7 separate regions of the Mus musculus genome follow, and regions 1, 2, 3, 4, 5 and 6 are each linked to region 7. A link is a contact called in public HiChIP or PLAC-seq and promoter capture Hi-C data. All regions are on one chromosome and are shown on one strand. The core of a region is the stretch at or near the end of the contact, and the rest is flanking DNA. Distances in the headings are between cores, read along the strand shown.

What was found. Promoter capture Hi-C pulls out the DNA fragments that hold promoters and counts their contacts. HiChIP or PLAC-seq counts read pairs in DNA pulled down with a chosen protein or histone mark.
Region 1: a FOXA1 HiChIP or PLAC-seq map of pancreatic cancer cells shows a contact between it and region 7. The contact joins the promoter of Lrtm2 here to the promoter of Zfp9 in region 7. A contact is called at or near these places in 4 of 39 promoter capture datasets (the 3T3-L1 cell line, the C10 cell line, embryonic stem cells and 1 more) and 7 of 115 datasets of contacts at active chromatin or transcription factors (the NIH/3T3 cell line, astrocytes, embryonic forebrain and 3 more).
Region 2: a contact with region 7 is called in a promoter capture Hi-C map of liver, with 3 times the contacts expected there. The contact joins the promoter of Zfp239 here to the promoter of Zfp9 in region 7. A contact is called at or near these places in 1 of 39 promoter capture datasets (liver), 1 of 484 Hi-C or Micro-C datasets (embryonic stem cells) and 1 of 115 datasets of contacts at active chromatin or transcription factors (bone marrow-derived macrophages).
Region 3: a promoter capture Hi-C map of embryonic stem cells shows a contact between it and region 7, with 4 times the contacts expected there. The contact joins the enhancer-like site here to the promoter of Zfp9 in region 7. A contact is called at or near these places in 8 of 39 promoter capture datasets (cranial neural crest, embryonic stem cells, hippocampal neurons and 3 more) and 1 of 115 datasets of contacts at active chromatin or transcription factors (astrocytes).
Region 4: a promoter capture Hi-C map of neural stem cells shows a contact between it and region 7. The contact joins the promoter of Cacna2d4 here to the promoter of Zfp9 in region 7. A contact is called at or near these places in 1 of 39 promoter capture datasets (neural stem cells) and 1 of 115 datasets of contacts at active chromatin or transcription factors (the NIH/3T3 cell line).
Region 5: an H3K4me3 HiChIP or PLAC-seq map of embryonic stem cells shows a contact between it and region 7, with 5 times the contacts expected there. The contact joins the promoter of Cacna1c here to the promoter of Zfp9 in region 7. A contact is called at or near these places in 2 of 39 promoter capture datasets (both in embryonic stem cells), 7 of 484 Hi-C or Micro-C datasets (Th1 cells and embryonic stem cells), 7 of 115 datasets of contacts at active chromatin or transcription factors (embryonic stem cells, extraembryonic endoderm stem cells and stem cell-derived neural progenitor cells) and 1 of 9 other capture datasets (embryonic stem cells).
Region 6: an H3K4me3 HiChIP or PLAC-seq map of neural tube shows a contact between it and region 7, with 5 times the contacts expected there. The contact joins the promoter of Dcp1b here to the promoter of Zfp9 in region 7. A contact is called at or near these places in 1 of 39 promoter capture datasets (liver), 2 of 484 Hi-C or Micro-C datasets (group 2 innate lymphoid cells and muscle stem cells) and 4 of 115 datasets of contacts at active chromatin or transcription factors (the NIH/3T3 cell line, astrocytes, embryonic stem cells and 1 more).

The regions. Positions count from the first base shown.
Region 1 is chr6:119,329,312-119,333,344 of GRCm38.p6, forward strand. It overlaps Lrtm2 (leucine-rich repeats and transmembrane domains 2), which reads right to left and starts at 1,455. Exons shown (of 5, transcript NM_172492.3): 1 at 1,184-1,455. The region is part of intron 26 of Cacna2d4 (calcium channel, voltage-dependent, alpha 2/delta subunit 4); the gene reads left to right.
Region 2 is chr6:117,861,263-117,864,778 of GRCm38.p6, forward strand. It overlaps Zfp239 (zinc finger protein 239), which reads left to right and starts at 1,619. Exons shown (of 4, transcript NM_001001792.2): 1 at 1,619-1,880.
Region 3 is chr6:119,198,130-119,202,000 of GRCm38.p6, forward strand. It overlaps Dcp1b (decapping mRNA 1B), which reads left to right. Exons shown (of 9, transcript NM_001033379.3): 4 at 799-865; 5 at 2,693-2,822. Among named protein-coding and RNA genes, the nearest start is that of Dcp1b, 25 kb to the left of the region's middle. Within about 2 kb of position 2,007, at least 15 of the 459 cell types and tissues checked have an H3K27ac peak or open chromatin away from gene starts, as enhancers often do. A contact at or near this core is called in embryonic stem cells, where this site is marked.
Region 4 is chr6:119,235,067-119,239,074 of GRCm38.p6, forward strand. Cacna2d4 (calcium channel, voltage-dependent, alpha 2/delta subunit 4) reads left to right here and starts at 1,458. Exons shown (of 38, transcript NM_001033382.3): 1 at 1,458-1,803; 2 at 3,956-4,008. The coding sequence starts at 1,640.
Region 5 is chr6:119,106,390-119,110,347 of GRCm38.p6, forward strand. Cacna1c (calcium channel, voltage-dependent, L type, alpha 1C subunit) reads right to left here and starts at 2,106. Exons shown (of 47, transcript NM_001159534.2): 1 at 1,538-2,106. The coding sequence starts at 1,586.
Region 6 is chr6:119,173,321-119,176,958 of GRCm38.p6, forward strand. It overlaps Dcp1b (decapping mRNA 1B), which reads left to right and starts at 1,933. Exons shown (of 9, transcript NM_001033379.3): 1 at 1,933-2,122. The coding sequence starts at 1,973. It also overlaps a transcript of Cacna1c not described here.
Region 7 is chr6:118,477,848-118,481,288 of GRCm38.p6, forward strand. Zfp9 (zinc finger protein 9) reads right to left here and starts at 1,426. Exons shown (of 6, transcript NM_011763.2): 1 at 1,359-1,426.

The DNA.
Region 1 (4,033 bases), core at 205-2,704, 850 kb after region 7:
AAGGTGGGGGTGGGAGCGCTGGGCTCTTCTTGGCAGCTTGGAAGCTGATGTTGGATTTCCCTACCAGCTGGACTTCCCCCGCCCAGCGCCACATGCTGGCTCCTTCCCCTCCCCCCACCTGCTGTAGTTATCTAAGCTGTGGGCCTGTCAATCTGAGTCACACAAGGCAATGCCCAACAAACCCTGGCAGCCTGGTGCCAACATCCCCACCACCACCCTGGAATGCAGACAGCTGGGGGTGGGAGGCAGAGCAACCAATCAGAGCCCAGTCCCAGACCTGCCGGCCATACAGGAATTTGAACTGCAGATTCCTGGGCAGAATTCAGCGTTATGAAATGGGCCTGGGGCTCCTGAGAAGCAGTGTCCTGCTCCGAGTTGGCCATCCATGCCCATATGAGCCAGGCAGCAGGTGAATGTGACCTCGCTGTACGCTGCCCCCTACACTAAGCACCCGGGGCTTGGAAGGCATCTGACCCACCTGCTGCAAAGGGCATTATGCAGTGGTGGACCACCTAAGCATCTCGGGCTCCTGGTTTGTTTGGCCATCTAGTGTGCTAAAAATCAAGGCCTGGGTTTGTAAGGAAGAACTACCAGACACCCCTCCTTCACTCCCAGCCACACCCCCACCAAGGAGGCTCTATCAGGACTGCAAAGACTATTCCAACTAGGAAGGGCTCCTTTGCACCCTTGTTCAAGGACAGCTACCTCGGGGCCAGCAAGGCCAGCAAGAGCAACTGGTATAAAGGTCCAGCCTGCGCCTCCTCACTCAGTGGGTCCTCCACCCTCCACCCTCACTCAGGCCTCTCAGAATGCCAGCCTGTTTCCAACACCCAAGCTGTCTCCCCCTCCCATAGCTGCCGCTCCTCCCGCTGCAGGGACATTTCCATGCTACCCGGGGCCATCATGTGGCACCAGCACTGCTCTCCTCCCTGTCCCCTCCTCCATACCCCCTCCTTAGCAGAATACACCGCTATGTCCCCAGCACTAAGGAGTCAGAGTTCCTAATGCTCTGTACCTTTGGGTTGCCCAGGTTATCTGGTCCTAAGTGGTTCCCCCACCCCACCTCAGCAACTGCCCTGGGAAGAAAGCCCTGATCATCGTGCAGGGACAGGTGGTCCCTAGTTCCCATACCCAAGCCCTTTGCGCCAACCCCATTCTCTCCCAGAAGCCGCTCACAACTCACCTTTTTGCACCGGGACCTGATGCTCAGACCAGGTAGCCGGACACACGGGCAGCTTGGCAGGCAGAACGCAGGGATGTCCGGTCTGGTTCAGGGCAGCGGGAGACTGGGCAGCGCCTGTGAAGGAGGCGGACCCGCAGGCTGAGCTGCCGCTGCCGGGGAGGGGGCTGCGGGGTCAGCGACAAACTGAAGCGAAAGAGGGAGGGCGGGAGGAAGACAGACCGAAGAGGGGGAGAGGTAGAAGGATCAGAGCGCGCGTGCTCAACAGCAAGCAAGCAGAGGGAGGAGAGCGCGCAGCGGAGTGACAGCTGGGGCGCATCTGCGATGGCGGGCGCGCGCACCGGCCTCCGAAGCTCTGTGGCAGCAGGAGAGCGTTTGTGGGTGAATCTCCGCTGCCCCAGACTACAGGTACTACAGGTACCCTTATCTCCTCTCACCTCCCAGGAGCGGCCATCTCTGGCTGTCTAGAAGGCAGGACCTTCCAAGGGGTACAGGACCCAAAACACAGCCCCGCTGACTGTCTTGGATCTTAGACCTGCCGGAACACTAGGTCTGTCTCCTGTGTCAGACCCCAGTTCTGATAAGGAAAAACCAGCTCCTTAAAGGCTGAGTTCCTCTTACAAGAGGAACGCTGAGGGTCCTCAGAGATGCCAAGGCAACAGAAAGCCCTTTAGACAAGGGGCTGAGTCTGTAGATGTGACCACCCTTGGCCAGGACTATTTGGGAGAGAGAGGTGTCAGAGCACGCAGCTGCAACCTGAAGGAACAACAAGCAGAGACCATGTGCCTCTGTGCACACGGGGAACTGAAGGAGCTGGCCTTGGTGGTCTAAGACCTCTCTCCCAATCAAGACAGAGCAAGTCTAACACATTGCCATTCACTGGCATAAAGAGTGTTCCTTCCAATGCGGGGCTGAGCCAGAGGCTAAGCCAGAAGAGAAGCTGGACTTCCCAGCCTGCAGCCTGAAACAGGCCTCATTCCTTTACATCCTGCCTGTTCAGCAGATGATCTAGCTTGTAGGTAACACAGCATGAATATGTATCTCAGGGTCCTTTCTCTATGTTATATGCAGGGCTGGGCGCGCCTTGATTCAGGACTGCAATCCAGCAGAGCTGAGAGAGTCCCCATCCTCTCTGAAGTTCCCTGTGCCTGCCCTTTCAACAAGGCAACCAGCCACTACCCTAACACTCTCCCAGCTCCTGCCTCAGCAAAACAGACCCTTCAGGAGCACGGTGATCTCTGTGCATAGTGATCTATCCCTGCCTTAAAAACTCAGCTCTGGAAGGTGGGGGTGGGGGCAAGATGGCTCTCCTAGCAGGTAGCAGCACTTGCTGTCAAGCCTAATAGCCTGGGGTCAACCCCGAGAACCCACATGGAGATAAGAGACTCCCACAGGCTGTCCTTGGGATGGACACACACACACACACACACACACACACACACACACACACACACACCATATAAGTAAAATTAACAGCAACACCCAACATCCCTCTACAGGGATTTTTTTTCTCTGTACCACTTTATAGTTCTGATCACAGAGGAGTCCGTGTGGTAGCTTTTTGTCCTGTATTGTGAGCTGTTTGGGGGTAACTTGCCTTACCTTTCCCTATCACCCACAGCTCTATGCCCTCCTGTTGGTTAAATCTATGCTTTTGCTTCTCAAGTAGTTAGCAGCTGAGCAGTTACCCCGTGCTGAGTTCTCAACTTACAGAATAAGCAGGTGGGTTGAGCTCTGAAATTGCCTCCACCCAGGAATCCTAGGATGCTGGCACTCCCTGAGTACCTTCCAGGCCACTGCTATCAGCTGCACAAATCAGGCCCCTCCCTCACAGTCCCTGTTTAGCCAATCATAGGCCAAGAAGGATCAACACAGGTGCAGAGGCCAGCAGGGGAAAATTGGTGCTCCAGATGTGTGTGTGTGTGTGTGTGTGTGTGTGTGTGTGTGTGTGTGTGTGTGTGTGTGTGTTCCTGTACTGGTTTGTGTGTGCTTTGCTTTGTTTGAGTGCCATCCCTGATGTGTGTTTGTGTGTGTGTGTGTGTGTGTGTGTGTGTGTGTGTGTGTGTGTGTGTGTGTTGCTGTACTGGTTTGTGTGTGCTTTGCTTTGAGTGCCATCCCTGATCACAAAGTAGCACCAGAGATCAGGGGTGAATACCCTGTTAAGGCCCCCAGCTGCCTGTGGTCTTACTGAGGTGTTCTGTCAGGCTATGAGCCCAGAGGAAAACACAGGAGGTCCCTGTGGAGGGACCGAAGGATGGGAAGACAGCTGGGACAGGAAGGACAAGGGCAGGGGAAGGACTCAGGTAAGCTGTGGCAGGTGGGTAGACATCCGAGACTTACCCTTCACCTGGCAGGTTCCTCAAAACTAAGGTCAAGGTCTAAGATGGGGACCAATCAGACCCAACCATAAAGAAAGCTCTCTTAACGATCCCAGGAAAGCCACTCAGCAAGGCTTCCAACCCCGCGACTCCTCATCAAACATTGTGGGCAGATGCAGCCACACAACAGGTAGCCCGAGGTGACTCAGGAAGATTGTCTGTCCTCCCAGGCACTTCGGTGAATGTGCCAAGAGCCTCTGGTCCCTAGAGTCTACCACAGCAAAAGGACAGGGATGCTGGCTGAAGGCTGAGCTCCCCGTCTGTGGGTGTGCTGGGACAGGACCAGAGCCTGGGAATACGAGCCTCTGGCAGGGCAGATCCCTGGCTGGAGATTCTTGTGCCCGTGCTCCCTTCCCACTTCTGTCTCAGCACCTTGCCCTTCTTACCAGAAGGAAGGAAGGTCCACTTTGTTTCTCACTTAAATCTCTCATTTCCCAGTGGTTTGCTAAAGGGCTTGGGGCACAGAGATAAATCT
Region 2 (3,516 bases), core at 369-2,868, 620 kb before region 7:
TAAGCTACCAGGAACATGTAAATAAGAAAAGGAATAAGAAGCCAGGCATGGTGGCACACACCTTTAATCCCAGCACTTGGGAGGCAGAAGCAGGTGGATTTCTGAGTTCCAGGCCAGCCTGGTCTACAGAGTGAGTTCCAGGACAGCCAGGGCTACACAGAGAGACCCTGTCTCAAAAAACCAAAATTAATAAATAAATAATAGAAAACATGCACCTTGGATTCCTAGAAAGTGGAAAGTGATACCATACATATTGGGTTTAAATGTTATAATCTATTTTTATCTGAATGCACAACACCTAATTTAAGCATTCCAAATAGCCTTGACTTTAAAACGATCGGCCTTTCCTAGCCCCATTCTGTTACTAGTTTCTGCTATGAAATACCTAAGACCCTCTGGGCAGAACAAAGTTCAGTACTCTGGTAACTGTTAACAGTGTGTCCAGGGACCTGGAGAGATGGCTTAGTAGTTAAGAGCACTGACTGCTCTTCCAAAGGTTTAATTCCCAGCAACCACATGGTGACTCACAACCATCCATAATGAGATCTGAATCCCTCTTCTAGAGTGTCTGAAGATAGCTACAGTGTAATCCTATAATAAATAATTAAATCTTTATAAAACAAAACAAAACAGTGTGTCCAACCTTCTGTGACACACCACTGTCCTTTACAAAGGCCACATTCAGAAGAACAATCGGGCTGTTCTGGTTAGGGTGCCTGTCAGCCAATCCTGCCAGACTGCGATCAATCCCCAGGATCCACGGAGAAGAAGGAAGGAGGTGACTCCTGCAAGTTGTCCTCGGATGGCCACACCCACGGGGGAAGGGCTTACACACACAGAGGGAAATATATGAACAAAAGATATTTGTAAAAAGAAGTCTCAAGTCTGAGGTTTAAGAGTTTTGTGATGGGCTTTCACAACGTTCCTGGGGACCATGTGGGCTACAGATTGGATGTTAATGTCACAGGTTTACCTAGAGATCCTTTTGGGAGACGACTGCACACTCAGAAAACACTCTGAAATCCTGTTGGTAAGTGAAACTTAGCGACATTTAATACTATTGATTCCTTAGAATTTCGTTGACATTTTCTTTCAGATTTAATGGCATCAATTTCTGGAGGGGTGGCTATTTTATGATTAAAATTATTTTTTGGGTTTGGAAGTTCACTGATCTATTAAGTCAACCTTATGATCCAGTTTTTAGTTCTTTATATCCAAATACATTATTGTTGATTCTTAAAAATATTCTGTTTTTAAGTTTGTGTGTGTGTAGGTTTGTACACATGAACACATTGTACATGAACACAGGCGCCTGAGTCCAGAAGAGGGTGTAGGGATCACTGGAGTTAGAATTACAGGCGTTGGTGACCTGCGCAATAAATATCTGGAGACTGTACTCCAAAGATAAGAGCATGGAGTAACCAGTGATCGATTCTTTTCTTTCTTTTTTAAATTTCGACACGGGCTTCTCGAACTCACAAACCTCCTTCCTCGGCCCTAGTGATGAGATTACATGCTGTGAATACATATACCACACTATTCACTTAAAGTGGTTATTAACAGCTTCAGAATATTTTTAAGGCTGAAGACAATTTTATAATGATTTTTTACCCTCTAGCATCATCATAACAAGTAAAAGACACCTTGGGGGAGTATTTTAAAACTGTATGTGTCTGCAACGAAAAGAGTGCACAACAACTTGAACTATTCAGGGCCAACCACAACCTCAAACTGGGGGCTCACAAGAGTGAGCCCATCGTCGCCGGAAGTGAGCTCGGAAGTAGCGCTTTCCTGCCCGCAGCCTTCTGGGACTTGTAGTTCGAATCCTCGATGATGCTCGGGAGTCCTGCGTTACCAGGTGTGGGTTCTACCTACAAGAGGTGAGCAGAGCTGGGCTGCCCCAGGGGTGGGCAGCGGTGTCCTGGTCCAAACTAGGGGGCATTACCACTCGGAGCCAGGCTCCGAGGCTGGGAAGGCTCCTTGCGGCTGCGATCCCACGTGCTAGCAGCCACGGTAACCCCCAAACCCCCAGTAACACCCCGTGCACCAGGCCACCCTCACGGAGGGCCAGGCCCCTGCAGCAGAGCAAACCGCAGCTCCGTAGACACCCTCCTCTTGCTTGACCAAGTTCTGACCTGGGTGGGTCCAATGATGATGTTGCTGGACATCAGGAGACCATGAGAGAGGCTCCTAGAAGAGACCCCTAAGAGTACTAAGGTTTCCGCTGCACAGCCCTCCCCTCTGCGACCTAGAAACCAGTCAGATTTCTGAGAGGACGGTCTGGCAAGGGATACTGGGTAGCTGTAATGCACGCAGTGAGAAGATGCACAGAACCTGAGAACACCCACTCCAGAACTTCAGTATTGAAATAGGTTGGTCTGAGGAGATGGGCATGTCAGAACTACCCTAGGCAGAATCTGCCCCTCCCTGAAAATATGACCATGCTTCAGGTGACTTGCAGTTTCTTTCACCAAAAATGCCTCATCTCTGAGCTAGATACAGCTTTTCTTTCTTAGAACAAACTAGGAAATCAGCATTGAGTATTTGCCTAGAGTGAGGTCCTTGTGGTCTTTCTCTTTATTGCCAAGCTTCATTGTGAGATTGGTATTTTATACAAGGGAACGAGAGCATTTGGGACCTTACAATATGTATCTAGCAAACGGTATCAACTGGTTCAGCATTGGGTCTGCTGACCCGGAAGTTCTATGTTAATTCTCACTACACTGCCTTGCCACCTTGTGAAGTACTCAAAACATCCAACCAAGCTCTTCTGAAAGGCTCTATGGAGCATTTTCTCCCTGTAGTCTGGAAGTCGGCTCTCCTATCGTACATTTCACTCGGTGTATGTTCCACGAGTTACTCTTCGTTGTTAAGACCAAAATATCTTGGGTAATGAGTTTGTAAAGAGCAAAGATTTGTCTGCTCAAAGTTCCATCGTTTTAGTCTGTCATTACTTGACTCAGTTTTGGACCTATGAAACAGAGTTTGGTTCACCTCATGTGGGAAAGACCTGGATCCCAATATCACTTTAAGGGTGCATCCCCAGTGACCTACATTCTTCCTACTAGGTCCTACCTCCTAAGGATTTGACCTCCTTACGTGAGATCAAAACTGTAGCTTGTTGGAGATCATTCCAAGTTAGTATATGCCCAGTCTAATGCTAAGTAGGAAAAAAAAAGAATATAAACTGAAGCTTTTCATCAAAGAACTCATGTTCTTGGTGAGCAGATTATATGTAGCCATCATACATATGATGATTAATCTTGACTGATAATTGAACTGAGAGATTCCTAGGAATTAGTGAAGCACACTTCTTCCTGAGTCTCTAAAGGTGTTTCCAGAGAGTATTGGATCACTAGGGCTCTAGCCTCTGGGATGTTTCATTGTGGATTAAAACCTTGAGACTAGGGCTGGTGAGATGGCTCAGTGGGTAGGAGCACCCTACTGCTCTTCCGAAGGTCCAGAGTTCAAATCCCAGCAACCACATGGTGGCTCACAACCATCCGTAACGAGATC
Region 3 (3,871 bases), core at 757-3,256, 720 kb after region 7:
GCAGTTCATGTGTTATTTATGTGATTATTTGCATATGTGACCAGGCCCTAAACTAGATACTCACAAATGTATCCTGCAACTGTCTTAACCCGTACTATAGATCTGATAGAGCTGGGTACACACTAAATTTAATAGACAGCTTACTTGGAAAATGGTTAAAATCAACCACAACGGTATTTTTTCCGTTCCTTGCTAAATGGTTACACCATCGTCACACCTAACCTTCCAACATTTGTAAATTTTCTGTACAGACATTTTAAAGTGAAATTGATTATTAAAATTATATTTTTCTAGTTTCCTATCCTAATAACTCATAGCCAGTTTTTCAGTTACCGTGTTCCTTGGAGAGGGAGAGGGAAGGAGGGTTCCAGGCATGAGATGAGCATCAGGTTCTGAATATTTAAGAATAAAGATGAAATGTGTTTGTGAGATGTGCAAATGGAACATAGAAACAATGACGTCTCAAAGCCAAGAAGTTTAGCATCCTGATCTCATTTTCAATCTGTAGCCGCTTGGTTATGAAGCGCTCACCAACTGCCTGTTGGGTAGAGGCAGGGAAGCAGGCTTCAGGGTGTAGGCCGCTCAGCAGCGCTTCTAACAGCACATGCTTTTCCTTTTGGCACGGGGTCTCATGTAGCCCTGGCTCTGACTCCAATGACTGCTTTCATCTATTTAATAATCACTCGAATGAATTCACTGTGACTGATTATTGCGGATTTTCCTGTAAGACGGAAAGGGGGTTCCCTTCCATTGTGTGCTTTGAGGATGCTTACGGCTTGTTGATGTGTTTTTCCCCAGTGTCCATTTATGGAATTTGGTTTTATGATAAGGAAGAGTGCCAGAGAATTGCAAAACTAATGAAAAAGTAAGTATTAAAAGGCCAATCGTGTCCTAGGAGCTGGCACTGTGGCTCGTATTTCTAAATGTGTGAATCAACACTAGCAGGAAGTGGTTCTCAGCTGTCATCCTCACACGACCCCACCCCCACCCCACCCCACCCCACCCCACCCCCAGACCCTGTCACTGCTTAGCATATGAAGAGAGTGAGAAACAGTTTTGCCCTGCTCTCTGCAAACTCAGCTTCTGTGGCTTATTGTTCTCTCCATGTGCTGTGAGCTGTTCCGCGGGGTGGTTTTCTTTGGCATTTTCTTCATTTGTAAATAAGTAGTATTTTCTATGGAAAGTTATGTGTCCATCAGTAAAATGAACATGCAGGGTCACCCTGAAAGGCTGCCCAGAGCCTTTGATACCCTCCACTTCCTTCTAAACTGTGCTTGTAACTCAGAGTTCCCAGATACACCTCAAACACCAAGGGCCTAGAATCCTCCTCAGTCCCCCTCTCTGGGGAAGTCCGAATCAGTTCATGTTAGTTTAGCAGTCGGTACAGAATCAATCACCTCTCTCTCCCCATCTCCCCCCCCCCCACTACTCTTAGACTTATTAGTCTCTTTCTCTCAAGCTGTTCCTGAGGTACTCTCTGACTTTGGCTTCCTTAATTGGATCACAAGGAGGCTCAGGTGCGATTGATTGGTGGGCTCTGACCAGTTCCGACTTGGCTGCTCACTGTCGGCTGCTGTTTATGCAAATAGCCAAGGTCATCAGAATTAATCAAATTCCTAATGGGGCTGGGTCTCTGTTTAGGATAGCTAGTCCCCATGTGGACGTGATGCTCGTCCTGCAAAGAACCAGTATTCGCTTCTACATCCCAGGGCAATGGAATGAAGAAGTGACCCCCACAAGGAAATAAAAACCAGGGAACACATTTTTATAAATAAAATTGACTCCTGAAACTCCTGCTTGTGAGAGCTAATTTTAGGCAACCAGCTCAAGTCCCAGATGGTGATTAAGTGTGTTCAAACTGGTATTTACCACCATAACAACTAGTTCCTTAAACATTTCATGGTGTTGTAAATTGTGCAAGGGACAATAATAGCCGGATTTCATATGGATTAAAAAATACCCTGTAACTCAGCCAAGAGGTCATGGTAAACCTGGTGCGTGCCTCACCCCTCAGGCAGGAAGCCGATTGTAGATAGCAAGGAGCAGTTGATCTGTGTGGATTCAGATGCATTCTCTAGTTAGAAGGAAATCTGTTGGTAACTTTGCAGGTCATACTTTACCAGTATCTGCATAGTTAACATAAGAATTTGAGCTGAAAAATCAAAGCACACAAAGAAAAGGACTTAAAAAAATGTTTCCCTGTAGCATTTAGGACCATGAGGTCAGTGTTCGAATGGGACCTTTTCGATTCTGAATCGCCAAGGTCTGAGGTGGTACAGCCCACCTTGCTTGACCTCACAGCATTCTGGAAGGGAAGGAGTCTGTACCATAGAGATCTTCCCTGTTGAATGTTCTGTAAGGCTTCCTCCACAGTCAGCAGCCGCCCTGCGGCTGTAGTGTAAAAGCAGCCAGGACTGCTCTGTCCAGCAACGAGCAGGCCTGTGTTTGTTATTCTCTTTATTAGAACAGGTGGAGCAGGCTAGAGTCCAAAGGACAGAGCTTCTGATGTCCTACCCTGGATTTGCATATGTGGCCTGTTGGCTCAGGACCTCTTCTCTCATTTTCTGTTTCAAATGCTTAAGCAGTCCTAAGATGGTTGTAGTGGGATGAAAACCCTTGGGAGAGAGTTGGAGTGATAAATAGCATCGCTTTTGACTTTAGTTTCCTGAATCGCAGCTTCCCGTTTTTCTAGCCTCACTCAGAGCGAACAGTTGAAAGCCTGTCATGGAGCCGGATCCTCCCCCGTGACCTTGAGCTCAGGAGAGGGCCAAGAAGTAGATATCCTGCAGATGCTCACCAAGGCCAAGGATGAGTACACCAAGGTGAGTCTCCTCTTCCTCGTGGGGATACCACGGTGGCAAAGCCCACCACTGACGGCAGCAGGTGAAGTCAACAGAGCAGGATGTAGAGGGAGCCTAAGAAATCAGTGGCCTGCATACAAATGGTATCCAGTTAGAGGGCCTCCTAGACTTAGAGTGGCAACGTGTAAACCAAATTCATGTCTTTGTTGGTGGGTAGGCCTGTAATCCCAGAATTAGGGAAGCTGAAACAGGAGGATGGTGAGTTTCAGACTAGCCTGGACTACATAGTGAAGTATTTCATAACTCAAAGCATGAGCCCAGCAACATGGCTTGGTAGGACACCTGCCACCAAGCTTCATGGCCTGAGTTTGATCCTTGGGATCCACATGGTAGACGGGCAGAACCAAGTTCCACAAGGTCTCCTCTTCTGAACTCCACACATGCGCTGTGGTAATTTAAAAAGTAGAAATCAGAACAAAAGGCATAAAAGTAGACTTGAACAGACAAAAGTGTATGCCCTGTTCTAACATATATATGTTAGCTAAGGAGGTGTGTGTGTGTGTGTATGTGTGTGTGTGTGTGTGCATCCTAAGTATTAAGTAGAGATAGCAAAATTAGTTCATGGTTTGTTAAATAAAAACTACAGACTCCTGACTCCCTGAAAAGGCTGCAAAATGCTTGGCACCCAGTAGCAGTAAGCACCTCTGTTGCCCTGGGTGACCTCCTCCTAAGCTCGCGATGCTCTGTGAAGATGGTTCTGGTTGCTGGGCAAATGGGATCCTATGTAGTGGGCACTGTAGCCAGCTTACAAGAGTGTCACGAGAGCCCAGCAGCAGTGCAGACAGAGTGCTGGGTGTGGAGTTAAGTAATAATCCATGATGTCATGGTGACAATGACAGAGACAGCGTGGACCAAGTCTACCAAAAATAAACTATTGCTATCTTGTTTTGAAAGGACTCAGACACCAAACCTGCCTCTGACACTGATATTTAATTGAGTGCTGGAGTGCATACATGTGTGTATGCACATATATATACACACACACAGAGTCACAAACAAGCCACAGTTCA
Region 4 (4,008 bases), core at 208-2,707, 760 kb after region 7:
GAAAGGGTTTGCAGCCCCATAGGAGGAACAACAATATGAACCAACCAGTAGCCCCAGAGCTCCCAAGGACTAAACCACCAACCAAAGAGTACACATGGAGGGACCCATGGCTCCTGCCATATATGTAGCAGAGGATGGCCTTGTTGGACATCAATTGGAGAAGAGGCTCTCGGTCCTGGGAAGGCCCGATGCCCCAGTGTAGGGGAATGTCAGGACAGGGAAGTGGGAGTGGGTGGGTTGGTGAGCAGGGGGAGGGAGGATGGAATAGGGGTTTTTTGAAGGGAAACCAGGAAAGGGGATAACATTTGAAATTTAATAAAGAAAATATCTAATAAAAAATTAAAAAACAAAACAAAACCTGCAGTCAGGTGGCAGCCACAGGGTCCCCTGAGCAGACTGAAGGCTTTACATTTTCAAAGAGTCCCTGCATTTTTAAAATGCAGGTTGATATGGGATGGGGTCAGGGCCAAGGAGACCAACTGTCAGACAAGACTCACAGGACATACAGTGACATCATGTGATAACCCCTGCACAGCTGATTGACAGGAGCTCTTGGTGGGACCAGACGCAGGAAAGCAGGTGGCACATAGCTGTGACTGATGGATGCCTGCTCAAGCTGGCCAGGAAGTAAAGGGACATGGCCTCCCAAGAGCCAGCACAGGCTGAGGGCTGCAAGGTCAAGCAAAACGTATATACTCACTGCAGAGGGACGCAGCCTTGGGATGACGTAGTTCTGATGCATGTTACACGTGTGAACTAAGGACACTATGCTAAGTAAGGTGAGACCATGACAAAAGGATGACAATGACATTTGATGAAAATGAGGCAATCAAAATCAAAGACAGGAGGTGGGGTGATGGCTTCCAGGGGAGACAGCGAAGCTCTGTCTCGCAGGTTTACCTTGGAGCAGGTCGAAACGCATTGTCTGCTGAGCAGTATGTGCGCACAGCATGGGAGGGTAGGGTCCTAGGTTTCCAGGTGTGTTGTCAGAATAAAGGGATGTGCACCTCCAAGGCAGGCAGACCTCCAGGTTGCTAGGGTATTCCCTGTGCATGCCAGTCATGTTTGGCTGGCCCCAAAACTCCAGGCCTGGAAACGTGAACCACACCACCTCCTTCCATCTCAGCGCCCCAGAGCCTAGCCCCACAAAGTGGGCTGCCCACCCCCTCCTACGGAATGCTCAAAGGGCTACCAGTGTCCTTCAGGGTCTGGGGCTAGCACAGCTCTGAGCAAACTCAGTGACCAGGGTGGGGTATCCTCCTCCCCCCAAGTTCAGAGGCTGTCTGTTCTGTGGCTATCAGTTGGCCTCTTTGGAGCAGAAGGGCACACTGGCCCAGCTGCTCAGAGCTGGAATCAGGGCAATCCTGCTGAGGTCACCCCACTCCTGCATCAGCCCCTCCTCTGACAACAAGAAGGGATTAGAGGAGAGGCCAGTGGATTAGAGGGGGTGCTTGCTCACTGCCTTCCCCTTTGATCACCTGGGGTGGACCCTCTGCCCGCTGCAGCTGGGGGCAACATCTTTTACTTGGGACTGGACAGCAGGCAGAACACTTGCATGCCCAGGAGTTCCTGTGGCAGCAAGTTATCTCCCAGCAGGGGCTCTGTCCTCCTCCCCTGCCCCTCCCCCAGTGGGAACACCATGGCAAGATGCCCCATGCTGTCCTCTAGCCACAACCAAGACCACAGTGGACGGTGGACAGCAGTGTGGACCTCCCTGTGGAAGACGCCAATCATCCTGTGGCTGCTGCTCTCGGACACCTCCCTGCCTACCGTGAGGGGCCAGACCACAGTTCCTCTGGAAACGTGAGCCTTGACTTTGATCCTACCCTGAAGACCCCTTCTTGACACCTCCTCCCTCTAGCCAGCCTCTGAGAGAGCCTTTCCTTCCTAGCCTCATCCCCCCCCCCCATCCCCAGCCTCCTCGTATCCTTACTGATTTTGGAGTTCACATGTCCTTACCTTCTGGCTTTGTGTAGTTGATATCCGGTGTAGATGAGAATGCAGGCAGCCAGCAGGGAGGTTAAACTACAAGGTAGTATGGGTCTGGGCTGAAGAGGTGCTGGAAATGACCTTTGTGTCACACCCCCAGGGCTCATGGGGTGACTGTGTTTGAACACCAAGTAGGGGTAAAACCGCTGTGAATGGACAGGCAGGCTGGTGCCTACATCAGGGCTTTGTCTAGGGACTCAGGATGGGTTCTGTTGGCCTTGTTCTCTCCATACCTGTCTCCTTCAAGGCTTCAATTCTGCACCACACATTAAAACTGGTATTTGGAAAACATTGACACTCAGAATTTACATTTGATACAATCTCCCTGGATGGTTATTTTTTCTTCCCCAGTCAGGAACATTCCAGACACTAAACGAAGCTGAGGGTCCTAGACTGACTCTTCACAGTTCACATCTGTGTCTAGCTGCTGGTACCCAGCTGACAAGACGGGGCCCATGCCAAGTCTGTTATTTGGGAAGAATGGGTTTCCATGACACTGGGTGACCTCCCCTCCACCCCCCCTTCACCCCCCCCAACACCACCCCCCAGCTCAGCTCAGCACTGTTCCAACGATGGCTTTCAGCCCAGGCAGTCTCTCGGAGAGGGAGGTAATACCATTCTCCAAGCACGCAGGTCCACAGATGAAAATGCTGGAATCTGTACTGCTGAGCCAGCCTGGCTTTTGAGACAGCCACTGCAGCCTTGCACAAGCTGAGCAGTCTTTATCCCAGAAAGCAATTTCCGGGATGGCAGGGGGCCAAGCAAAGATGGCTGGCATCCAGGGTGGCCATCCACACAGAAACCTAGAGAGAAGCATGGGATAGCCACCTCCCAAAGCCCCGCTGCTGCCTTCTGTTCCCAGGAGGATGGGGCTCTACCACACTCTCTCCTCCTGCTTGTGATCACCGGGTCCCTTGCAGTCCTTTGCCCCTGTCCTGTTGAACCTCACACTCAGCCCTCAGCCTTGGCTACTTGCCCTCCCTACACAAGGCTGCCACAAACCTCCTGGTTCCCGATCCTGGAGACTGTGGCCCCCACAGTTGGATGCGTGAGGTGTTCCCCTTTTCTCTTGATATCCCACCTCTTGACTCCTGGAGCATAGAGACCAGCTTCCCATAGGGCTCCTGAGTGATTTTTCTGCCACCTTCAAGAGAACCTTGCCGTCTGCATGTGCCTGAAACCACAAGATGTCCCACTGCCTGCCCTCACAGATCAACCCATACTACACACTTTTCTTGCCAAGACTCCATTTGCCCTCAGTGTCTCAATCCCACACATGCCCCTAAAGCTCCTTCCAGTCTCTTCCCTGTCAGACTCCGATACGCAATGCCTATGCATGCTTCTCCCTGAGTATCATGGGAGTTTGTCAAGATACAGTGTTCTGACAGCCCCTAAGGTCATGGGATGTACAATCTACCTAATGACACTCAGTGACCTTGTGTCCGAAGGCTCACATTTACCATGGCCCAAGCTACATGCATCACCTTCCTCTCTCCCTGATTCACTCTGGCTGCTTTCCTTACATTCTCACCTATGATCAGCAAGCCAAGCTGGAGGCTTTGAAGTCATTTTCCACTCTGTTAGGCTCTCTACCTAAAATTCTCTTTGAAATCTCCTCACCAGGCTAACCTCCACCTCACTGAAGATGCTGAACTCAGATCCTGTTTCCTCTACTTCTCAGATCAACTAATTAAGACAGTCCCCCAATAAGACAAGCCCACAGCACAAACCAATGTAGACAGTTCCTCACTGATACTCTTCTCCTGGGTGCTTCTGGGTTGTGTCAAGTTAACAAAGCTATTCATCACAGGAATGCTGGGTGTTGGTATGTGTGTGTTTGTGGATATGGATGTCTGTGTCTATGAGTTAGATGCCTGCTTTGCATATATGTGATGGAGCTGTCACCTTTGAGGATCTGACATCTGATCGTGATAAGGATGTACACATAGGCTTTCCTGTCCTGCAGAGTGAAGCTGTGGGCCGATACCTTCGGCAGGAATCTGTACAACACGGTGACCA
Region 5 (3,958 bases), core at 856-3,355, 630 kb after region 7:
CTGGGTTCTCCTCTGCCAACTTGCTTAGACTGAGGGCATGGGCAGAACCTGAAAAAGCTAGCCCACCCCCACTCTACAAAAATATCACCCTTTCCTCTATGTCTCATCTCTCCTCCTCCTGAACCAACCATAACTCCATCAGCTAGGAAAGGGATTTGAGGACAGAGGCAGGATAAGGGCAGGTAATCCAGGCTGCCCGTATGGCATAAAAAGACCTAGTACCCATGACCCTGGACAAGTCTTTCTTCTTAAGGAGGACAAAATCCCAATGCTGCCACCCAAGACAGAAAGCAGAAAGCCAGCTGCTTCCAGATGAAAGAAGACCAGCTGTAAAGCCAGCTCCCCGGCAGCCTTAATCTGCAAAGGCAATAGCCCTTTCCCCAAATGGTGACAAAAGGGTAAAAGGAAGAAGGGGCTGGGTACCAGTATCAGGCCTGGAGATTACTTCCACAAGGCAAGGCTCTGGAGAGTCACTAAGAAGTACCCTGGCAAGGCAAGGAAAGACACAATGTGGAAGAGCAACGGTAGCTGCTGAAGGCGAAAGAGAAAGGGAACAGTCAAGCAACGGGGCAGAGAGCCCGTAGAAAGGGCATCTTGGGACTGCAAGACACTTCAGCTTGATCACCTTAACCACTAAGCAATGTCAAAAATAATAACTTGTCGATGGGGACTGGGGAGGAGAGGGAGAAAGTTTCCAAGAAGTGGGGAGCTACCCGAAAGCCATTCACCATTAGAGGGGAGCTGATGACACTTGATGCCCAGGATGGAGATGCTTAGAGAACACTAAGTATGGAGCCTCAGAGCTAGTCACACCCTTTCATGATTCCCTGAAAACATGGAAAAGCAAAGCCCACACATCACTGAGGCTTCTAACCGCTTTCCATCCTCAGGTGCGAGTCCACACTGGGGTGCTAACAGTAACACACCCGGCACCCGGCGTGGGCTCGCTCGGGGTCAATGGCAGTGGAGAGGTGGGCGGTGTTGAGAAGCCGAAGAGCCTGAGAGCCTGGAGAGAGGAGGCGCGCTGAGACGCACAGCTGCAGCCCCCGCCCCCACCCCCACCCGCGACCCGGAGCGCACTGCCCGAGGAAGTGGCGTCGGGAAGAGTGGACGTGGGGCAGCCTGGGGGGCCACCGGCGCGGGGCTGGTCTCCGTAGGGGTGCGCGCGAGAGCGCGCGTTCCCTGCCGCGCCCCAGCAAAGCAAGGGACCCCGAAGCAGCGGCTCCTCGGCTCGCCGTGGCCAGACTGGCCGGCCGGCTTTCGAGGCAAAGGCGAGAAATGCAGGCAGCGCCGACACTTGGGGAACTTTCCCCCTCGCTCGGGATTTCATGGGAACCACATGCTCCGAAGAAGCCCGGCCGCGGAGGGGGAGGGGCGGGAATTTTCCGCTCCGGCTCGCACGGCGGCTCGGCCGGCTCCCGCGGGCTCCCGCGCGCGGGGTTGGCGCCCCTCGCGAGGCACGCGGCGAGGGCCGCTCCACCGGGACCCGCCGTGGGCAGCGCGGGCGAGCCCGGCGAGGCGCTGGGGTCCCGCTTACCTTGGTGGTTTTCCTCTGGAACGTACATCCTCGTGTTTTCATTGACCATTGGCCAAAAACTGCTTGGAAAGGAGAAGCCACAAAGAGGAAGAAATGCAGCAACAGCCGCGAGCGGCTCGGGATGGATCCCTCCTCCGAGGCCGGCGGCTCTCGCGCAAATCCAGGAACCCGTGGATCCGCAGTGGTTCTTGCTCCCTTCGGGTGATTACCTGATCCCCATTATTGCACCAAACACCAAAAACTGCTGCTTTCCACTACCGCCTCCTTTCGTGAGATTGTAATGCATCCTCAGTACATCCGGGCCCCTTCCAAGAATTTAGCACCGCACCTCTGGCGGCTACACCATTTGAAAATAAAAATGATAAGAATAATAAATGGAGAGGCAGAGCGAGAAGAGGCGCAAAGGCGAGGCGAGGGAAAGCGGCGGGCCCGCGGCGCCGGGTGGACCCCGAGCCGCCAGGGGGCCCGAGGCGTCTCCGGCCCGCCCAGGGCGATCGCCGCGAGGCCCCGACCCGCGATCTTCGGCGACGGCAGCCGCGAACACCTGAGGGCGAGCCCGCGGGAAGCGTCGCCGCCGCCGCCGCCACTGCCGCCGCCGCTCCGGGCCGCGCCGCGCCGAGCGCCGTTCTGGCAGGGAGCTGTTTCTGCAGAGGCAGCGAGAGGGAGACACCGGGCGCGAGAGCGCGGCGCGGCCTCCCTCCTCCCTCCAGCCCCGCCGCGCCCGCGCCCGCCCCTGCCCGCGCCCGCCCGCCCGCCCGCCCGCCCGGCGCGCCGGAGCAGACGAGCTGAACGCTTCCAGATGTGGCGGCGGCGCGCGGCGGGGACCGGAGCCCGAGTGGAGCGGCGCCGCCACGCGAGAACCCCCTGGCTTCGCGACGGCGGGGAACGAGCCCAGGAGCGGACACACCTCCGAGAGCCCGGCTGCAAGACCTCCACCCTCCCGAGGCCCCGCGGCCACCGCGCGTCCCTGGGGGGGTGGGGGGGGGCGCCACGCTAGCAAGGCCTGGGAGGGGAATCCCGGCAACACGAACTACAATGTGCCCAACTCCCGGCCCCTTTCACATCGACCGGACGAAACAGCAAAATGAGCCGTGATTCTGTTGATCGATTACAATCAGAGCGGTTGTAGAAGTGACACACACAGGCAAGGATGGGCAGATGGGCGGGGAGAGAGAGAGCCCAAGAGGCGGAGCCTTGTGGGCAAGGCAGCAGTGGTGCCCAGATGTCTGAGAACATTAACACAGCCAGGTTTGCTCTCTCCTTGGGGTCAGGCGAGCACGTGTTCTGCCAGTGTCTCCTTACCTACTTCTCTTAATTCTGCCACCCTGGCGGGGAGCTATGAAACACTTCTCCCTGACTCTCGCTGTCACAGTAATATGTATGGCACCTCCTGCACGCACGACCCTCTAGATGGGGCTGGTGAGCCCATTCTAGAAGGGCCTACCACTGGGAAACCAGATCTAAATATCAACCCTTAGAAGACTTCACGCCCTGTCTCCAGGTTCCCTAAAAGACCCTATCATCTACGTGGCTTTAAGCACGGCTAAGTGTCAGCTGCAAATCTCCAGTTTAGACCTTCCTTCTCACCCATAGGCCAGCCAACCTGCCCTCTCCACTTGAGAATCAAACCTTATATGTCCAGGCCTGCTTCTCACACAGCCTTCCCCCAACTCAGCTGAAGAACCCTGGAGACACCTTGACTTGATCTCCTCCACCGCTTCACATCAGTATATCTCGGAATTCACCTCAGACAGAACAAGGCAGTGTAACCTTCCCTGGCTTTCTCTGCTGCCACCTTCCATGGCTGAGCCAAAGTTCTACCTCTGGCGCTCTGCAGTAGCTGGTTCTCTATTTACCCTCCTCTCCTCGGGTTCGTTCGGTTGGAACAATCCACTTCAAAGGGTGCGTCTAACCCAGACCCTCCAGTGGCCTCTGTCATTTTAGTGACAGTGACAGTATCCTACAAGGACTGCAGGAACAGCTAGGGACGACGTCCATCACACACTTTCCAACTGCTGTTCCTCCTCGCTGTTCCTCCAGAAATGATCCCCTCGCCTGCACTCACACCCTGCACACACAAACCTCTTTCCCCTGTTCTTAGTCTTACCCTGAGTAAACACTGCGACCTGCCTACCCCCAGCAAAGACTCCTAGTACTGTTTTCTCACTGCGTTTCTTGGAGCAACATCTGGTAGGTAGTGGGTACCTAATACATTCATGCTGAGTGAGTGAATGAAGGAATGAAGGAATGTCCCCAGAAGTACCATTCGCTGCATCATCTCAAGATGCCTCCCTGGTCACTGCTTGAGACCCAAAACCTTACCAACTCCTCATTTTCCCTAAATTAAACTTAATGGTGATCTAATTGTTTGTTGCTGCTCTAAGGGGTGTGTCTTTGCCATCCTGGTCTGTGATTACTCAA
Region 6 (3,638 bases), core at 683-3,182, 700 kb after region 7:
ATTCCTTCAGTGGATCATGAAATCAACTTTAGAGTCAGAGTCAATATTTTTAAATAAAAAGTGTGTGTGTGTGTGTGTGTGTGTTCCCTGCTATCCAACTGTTTATGTATTTATTTATAACAAATAATATCTGTGATGGTTGGTTTTAATGTCAACTTGTCACAAATTACAATCACATGAGCAGGGAACCTCACCTGAGAAATTGTCCTGATGGCCTTGATTCATTGGTTAATGTGCAAAGATCTACTCCAAGTGTGGACAGTGCCTTCTAAGTGCAGCCCGGATAAAAAGATTGTGTGACAGAAGGAAGATTTTTTTTTACCTCTTGCTTGCTGGCCTTCCCTATTGCCACAGGCTTGGTTTGATGCTGATACTGTTATGAGAACCAGTGTTTCCAGGCTTCCACTGTTGAGTAAGGACCAGCAGCTGCCCAGATACCCAGGTATTCAGTGCCATGTTAGAACTCGTGAGGCACTCAGCTTTATGCACTGAGCAACTACCAGATTCTCATCATCCCAAGTGTAAACTGACTTAATAAGTCACATAAATGAACAAGTCCTAGCCTCACAAAGACAATGTAATGGTACAAGGGATGCCACTTTAATGATCTGTTCATGTAACTATAAATATCCTTTGATGATATATCAAAATTTGACAAAGTGCAGTTTCTTGAAGTCCTATCACCCTTTCATACTTTGTGGGACACTGAAATCCACTGATCCACATTCGCCTTGAATGGATCTCCTACCTGTATGTGAGTTTGTGACACCATTTTATTATCTGAAAATCATTGAATGACCGGGCTAAGGGAGCTATATCTTTCAAATGTTGACAGTTCCCATTAGAGTATAATCTTTTAGAAGTGTACTCATTGATAGCACCACAGGTCTCATCTGAAGAGACTTAAGTATTGAGACAGTCAAGCTCATGGCCCATTTTTTTAAAAATTAACCTAAAAAATTATCATTAGCAACAATACCTACCCCTTGATTTCTTGAAAGAAACAGGAAAATCTTAGTTTTGAAAAAGCCTGTCCAGAATCTATCTGAATAGCCATAAGTTTGTTCATCTTTCTTTCATGTTAAACTGATGCTCTGTGGAAGTAAAATTAAACCCCTGGGCTGGGTGGTGGCACACCCCAGTAGTCCTAGCACTTAAGACCCCAAGGCAGGAGGAGCAAAGACTGAAACCTGCCATAGACTCTGTCTCGAGAAACAAGCCCTCCAACCCCAGCAAAACCTACAATAAAACCACAAATTCAGCCCATCTCAAGTGCAGAACATATTTGCCTAGAGGCAAATATGGCGTGCAACAGCTCTGCGTTATCCATTCTTTCTAATTTTTCCCCCACATTAATTTAAAAAATATACCCAAAGATTGTTTTTTTTTTTTTTAATTTAGTACTTTGACCAAGGGACGCCTGGCTTCAGCTGCTCAGACAAGTTTTCCAGAGAATAATGCACAGCGGCAAGAATACACCGGCTAGTGGTGCAGTTTGGGGCCTCCCTTGGTTCTTTACCGGTGCAGTCGTCCTTTTGCACACATCATGCAAGTCTCAGAATTGTCATGGACAATCATAACCTTGCAGGCCTCTGAGGCACTCAGGAAATCCCTCACGGATATTGGGGAGCCCCATTTAAGAATTCTCAGAGTTCTTTTTGGAGTGACTATGTTTGATTGGTCATCGAAGAGCCAAAGAAGAGCTCTGCAAAGGCGTGGGCCGTATTCAAGAAGGAAATGGGCACAGCTCAGAGGCTCCTGAAGAAAGAAATAGATAAAACGGGCTTCCTTGAGCAGGGCTGAGCTTCCTGTTGCCAAGGCGACGATCCTCCGCGAGAGGACCCGGCCATCGATTAGCGAAGCCTAGCCCGGGTCCCCAAATGCCGGAAGGTCGCCCCGCCGCGCTCGCTCGCTCGCTCGGCGGTCGATTGAGGGGGCTTCCTGAAGGCTGGGCAGGAGGGTGGGTGGGAAGATGGCGGCCGCGGCGGCAGGTGGCCTGCCTGGGAAGGGACACGATATCAGCCTGGCAGCCCTGCGGCGCCACGACCCCTACATCAGTCGCATCGTGGACGTGGCCAGCCAGGTGGCTCTGTACACTTTCGGCCATCGGGCCAACGAGTGGGTGCGTGCGGACGCCGCGGCCGTGCGGAAGGCGGGGCGCGGACAGGGCGGGAGATGCTGGGCACGGCTAGGCGGGCGGGGGCCGGTCCTGGTGGAGGGCGACCCGCGGGTCCACCAGCAGGTGGGGGACGAGGGACACAGAAGGTGTGGCCGGCTCCGCTGAGTGCGGGCCACGGGCTTTGAGATCAGAAGACAGAAGCTCTCCGGCAGCGGAGGGCAGCCCGGAAGCCCCAAACTTAGATAAGTCCAGCCTCGCGGAGGAGGAGCAGCCGGAGTGCGAAATGCAGGGCAGGCACCCACCTAAGAGCAAGCGTGGGAGAATAAAGAGGAAATGGACATGGGTGGGACACCCCAGACTTGGATGTAGGAGGCCAGGGTTGGTAACCTAACCATTTCAGTCCATTTCCAACAAGACCGAGTCCCAGCCTACAGTAACTGGATGAAGTTTAGTTTTCCACACAACTAGACTGGAATTGCAACGGGAGACCAATTAGTTCTGGCCTAGGCATTGGTTCTTATCATTTATAAACCATCCCTTTGAATATATAAAAGTGTCATTTCCTCCTCTTTTGTGACTTTTGTCCAAATATTCATCAGTATATAACCAATGCTTTTAATAAGGTTCATTGGGTGTATGGAAAACACCTTGCAAATTTTCAATTTTTTTCCCCCGGTGTGTTCGCCAAGACTGAAACAAACATCAAGATTTATGCAAAGAAAACTTTCATTTTTGAGCAGATTTATGATTAAGTAGGCTGTAATAAGAACGACCCAAAAACCATGCACACAAAAGAATGAAGAAAGTTCTTGGACGTGGAGCTTGGGGCAGGCACCTGCTTCATCCCCAACACCCCTGAAACAGGGCCGGGAATCTTTTCCGATAGTTTTGTCCGAGTTCTTAACTGAAGTGAGGCAAAGAATTCATGTCTGTTCTCCTAAGAGCCAAACCTGAAGGGGAAATCTGCAGAGATCCATTGTTCTGAATATCCCTAGTTTGATTAATTGAGGCTGTCTTTCTTGGACACCAGAGGAAATTACACTATGGGCCTATATAAGTAAAGGGAGTTTCCCCACTGAAATGTTTCTCTATTTATGTGAAGATACTGTACATAAACGTGCTTCACTTCTCTAGGTCAATGTTTCTCAGCCTTCCAAATGCTGGGACTCTTTAATACAGTTCCTCCTGTTGTGGTGACCCCTAACATAAAATTATTTTCGTTGCTACTTCTTAACTGTAATTTTGCTACTCTTCTTATTGTAATGCAATTATGTTTGGAGATAGACGTATGCCAAAGGGGTTGCAACCTATTAGTTGCATGCCCTCTGCCTGGACTGGCCTCTGCCTGCCAATCCACACCTAATATTATGGAGGTAATTCAGTTAGTATACATGGAGTAGGACCCAGTAAGAGTTAGTGGGGTAAGTTGACTCGGCAGGAGGCTCAGGCTAGAAGATCAGAAGCCGTTGAAATGTACAGTGCACCATTCCCACCCCTCGGTAGCAGTTTTCCTAACGCC
Region 7 (3,441 bases), core at 176-2,675:
TTCTTCAAGAACCTTACATGTGATCCATTTTCTCTTATATATGATTCCTTTTGGTTCTGTTGCTATGTCTGCTACCGGCATTGGGACTTAGTTTCAATGCTATTATTCTTAAAGTGAAAGGAATTAAATCATGGTGAATAACCCTCTGTGCAGCCTCCGGTCAAGCCTTGACAGCCACACAACAGGTTTAGATCCCTGTAATTGACTGGCCTCTCAAAACAGGCTGAAACAGGGGGGTGGGGTGAAATTAAATTACATCTTAATGAACTGTTGCATGGCTGCCAAATCTAGCTTTGAAACAAATGAAGCTTTGAAACAAAATTACCTTCAAAAATAGCAATTTGAAGCCACATGGAGTGAGGCACACTTCTAGCCCCAGCACTGTAAAGGCCGAGGCAGGCAGATAGCAAGATTAAGGCTGGTTTAAGCTATAGAACGAGAGCTAGACCAGCTTGGACTACATAGTGAGACATTATTTCAAATAAATACATAAATAAAGTCATTAATTAATTAGACAACAGTTTTAGTACCATATTCCCTAAAAAGGTATATCGTGTATATAGATTAAAAACAAAAACAAACAAACAAAAAACCAAATGCTTAATTCCAGTCAGCCGGGTGCATACCAAAGGCCTAATGTATAAGGCCAGATACAAATGCGCCAATCATCAGCCTTAGGAAATCTCCTTCGTAACAGAGAACACAAATGAACAACAGTTCTCATCTTTTAGATCTGTCTCTGCTGGACGGGGTGGCACACACCTGTAAACCCAGCATCCTGGAGGCTGAGGCAGGAGTTTCAACAGCTCCAAACTAGTCTGGAGCTCCAAGGCCAGATCGACACCCCACCCCCAATCTGTTTTACTTCTATTCCCTTAGAGGGTGAGTGTATATAATTCCCAGATTCTCAGGAAAATTTAATACTGAAAGACCTTTTTTTAAAAAGCAATACTGTACTTCCAAATAACTGTTCAACAGTCTAACAAAGGATAGCTGAGGGATATGGGGAGGGAGAGCCTTAATTAATCTCTCACACTAAGGGATCCAGAGGAGGCTGGAGGAGTTTTAGGAATAGAAGACTCCAGGTATGATCAAGTATGCTTCAAGGCTGTGTCCTCAGCGGCTGCACGGAAAGCAGACGCAGACAGGACTGCGTGGAAGAGACAAGCCCGGCAGAGTTAAACAATAGAGGATTACGACCACCCGCAGGTACTGGGTAAACCAAACAGCCTCTGTGAACAGCTTTGAGGGGCCCAGATGAAAGGACCTGGCTCTGCTGGAAAAGCAGCAGCCCGCCCTGCTTGTTCCACAGCACTCTGCAAGACTGCCCTGCTCCGTGCGCCCTGAGCGATTCTCACCTCGGTGACAGCGGCCTCCGCTGCAGATGCCCGGGGATGGCTGAGAAGCGGGAGGACGCCGACGTGGCGGGAGGACAAGGCGAGTGGGTGCCACGTCACCCGGGCGGTGGCTCAGACCCGCCTGCCTCCCGCTGATGTCCCCTCCTCTCCCCTCCCCTTCCCTCCCCTCCCCTCCCCTCCTCAGCCCGCCCAGCGCGCTCCTCCCGCCGCCGCCCCACAGGATCGCGTGCTCGCTCGCCCGCCCGCCCGCCGCAATCGGAGAACCCCTCAAATCGGGGGATGCCGCGGGGCTCGGTGTCCCCCGCAAGACGAAGGACAAAAGTTCCTCAGCTGACAGGCGAGGGCTCTGCCCATGCGCCTAACGGCCCTCCTTTCTGGACTACGCTTTCCAGAAGCCTCCGCGATGACTCCGTGTGTGATCACGTTATGAAGTTTGGCTCTGAGTACCTCACTGTTGAGCGCTGCGCTGCTTCCCTAAGGCCTGATCTTTAAGGGGATGATTGAACAAGCAATGGGCACCCTGCGGAGTTAGACAGAAGGCCGTCAGAGGGTGCGCAGTGTGTACGGTGGGGTAGCTTAAATACTTGAAGTTTACATCCAAGGAGCTTGCAATTTTGTCTTAGGATTACTACCTTTCAAAACTATGTAAACGATAACACGAAACGCGAGAAACTAAAAAAATATGTACAGTATATATAAACCAAAAGAATACACCAAGTAAAGTGCCCTACATGTTAGTCCCCGCCTCCCCCTGGCCAAATTTTTAAAGTTGTATCCTACCGATGCAGAATGCCATTCTTATCCTCTCACTAAGAACGATGTCCTGAATATGTAAAACAACTTGTATATGTCCTTGGCCATAACTTTAGTCCGCACTGTACTAACCTTAGAAATATGGAAATATTACATTCTTCATACGAAAGTTACAATTTTTACACATAAATGTATACATATAGCATATATGGTGCCAGAGCTTTTAAGATCAACGACTGAGCCCCGGGCAGCCATAAGGACTCAGACTCATTGACTGGTCCTCAAAAGGCCAACTTAAGAGACAAGGGGACCAAACAGCCTGCAAGGTTCAGGATAAAGGTATTGTTGGCACAGAAACACAGCTCTTGCCTCTAAGGGGATAACTCTAAGGGGTTATTGTGAACTGAACATAATGATGGTCCTGGAACATAGACTTAGGGCACCCCAAATTTCCTTTTCCAACGTGCAAGCTGCTTCCCGGGGCTGTTTTATTTTGTGTATATGGGTTTGGGCCTGCATGTCTGTGTATCATGTGGGAGACATGCATGATGAAGCCAGAAGGGGGCATCTGATCCCTTGGAACTGGAGTGACGATCAGTCGTGAGCCATAATGTGGCACTGGGAAATGAACCCCTGGTCCTCTGGAAGTGGACCCAGCACTCGTCACCTCTGCCCCATCTCTTTGGTCCCTTCACAGAGCCTTCAGAGTAATAGAACAGAAGAAGTCATCAATGAGGACACTCACACACACTGGCGGAAACAATAGATGGGCAGGGTAAAACCAAATGGGAAAGTCTTGGCCTCAGACGCTCTCAGATGACACTCATAGCCTTGGGTTGGTGAGGACCAGCCATCTCGTTGTAGACTCCAAGTAATTTACCTGATAGTCACAAAGATGCCAGCTCACACATAGCAGAGGGCAATCAATTGCTTTTAGGAGTGCTAATGTGCTGGGTCACGTGACTGTGTGTGTGTGTGTGTGTGTGTGTGTGTGTGTGTGTGTGTGTGTGTGCAAGCGGGAGCGCAAGTACACTCACTGAAGATGGCCCACGATAACTTGACTCTGAACTGGTAGCATTCCAAATTCTCTATAACCATTGAGGTTCTAGTAAGCCTTTCAGGAGACTCTACTTCTCAGGGATCAGAGAGTGAAGGGCATCCCTAAGAGGAAATGGGGTCGCTTTAGAGTAAGTTGCCTGCTTTGCCTCCATGGCTGGCGTGGGGGATTGGTTTGAATGAGGAGGTTAAGAGGCGGCTCGGAAACAGAGTAGTAAATTTCAGAATACAACCTGTCCTCCCTGAGACTGGCCATTTGGGGTGAGATGTCTGA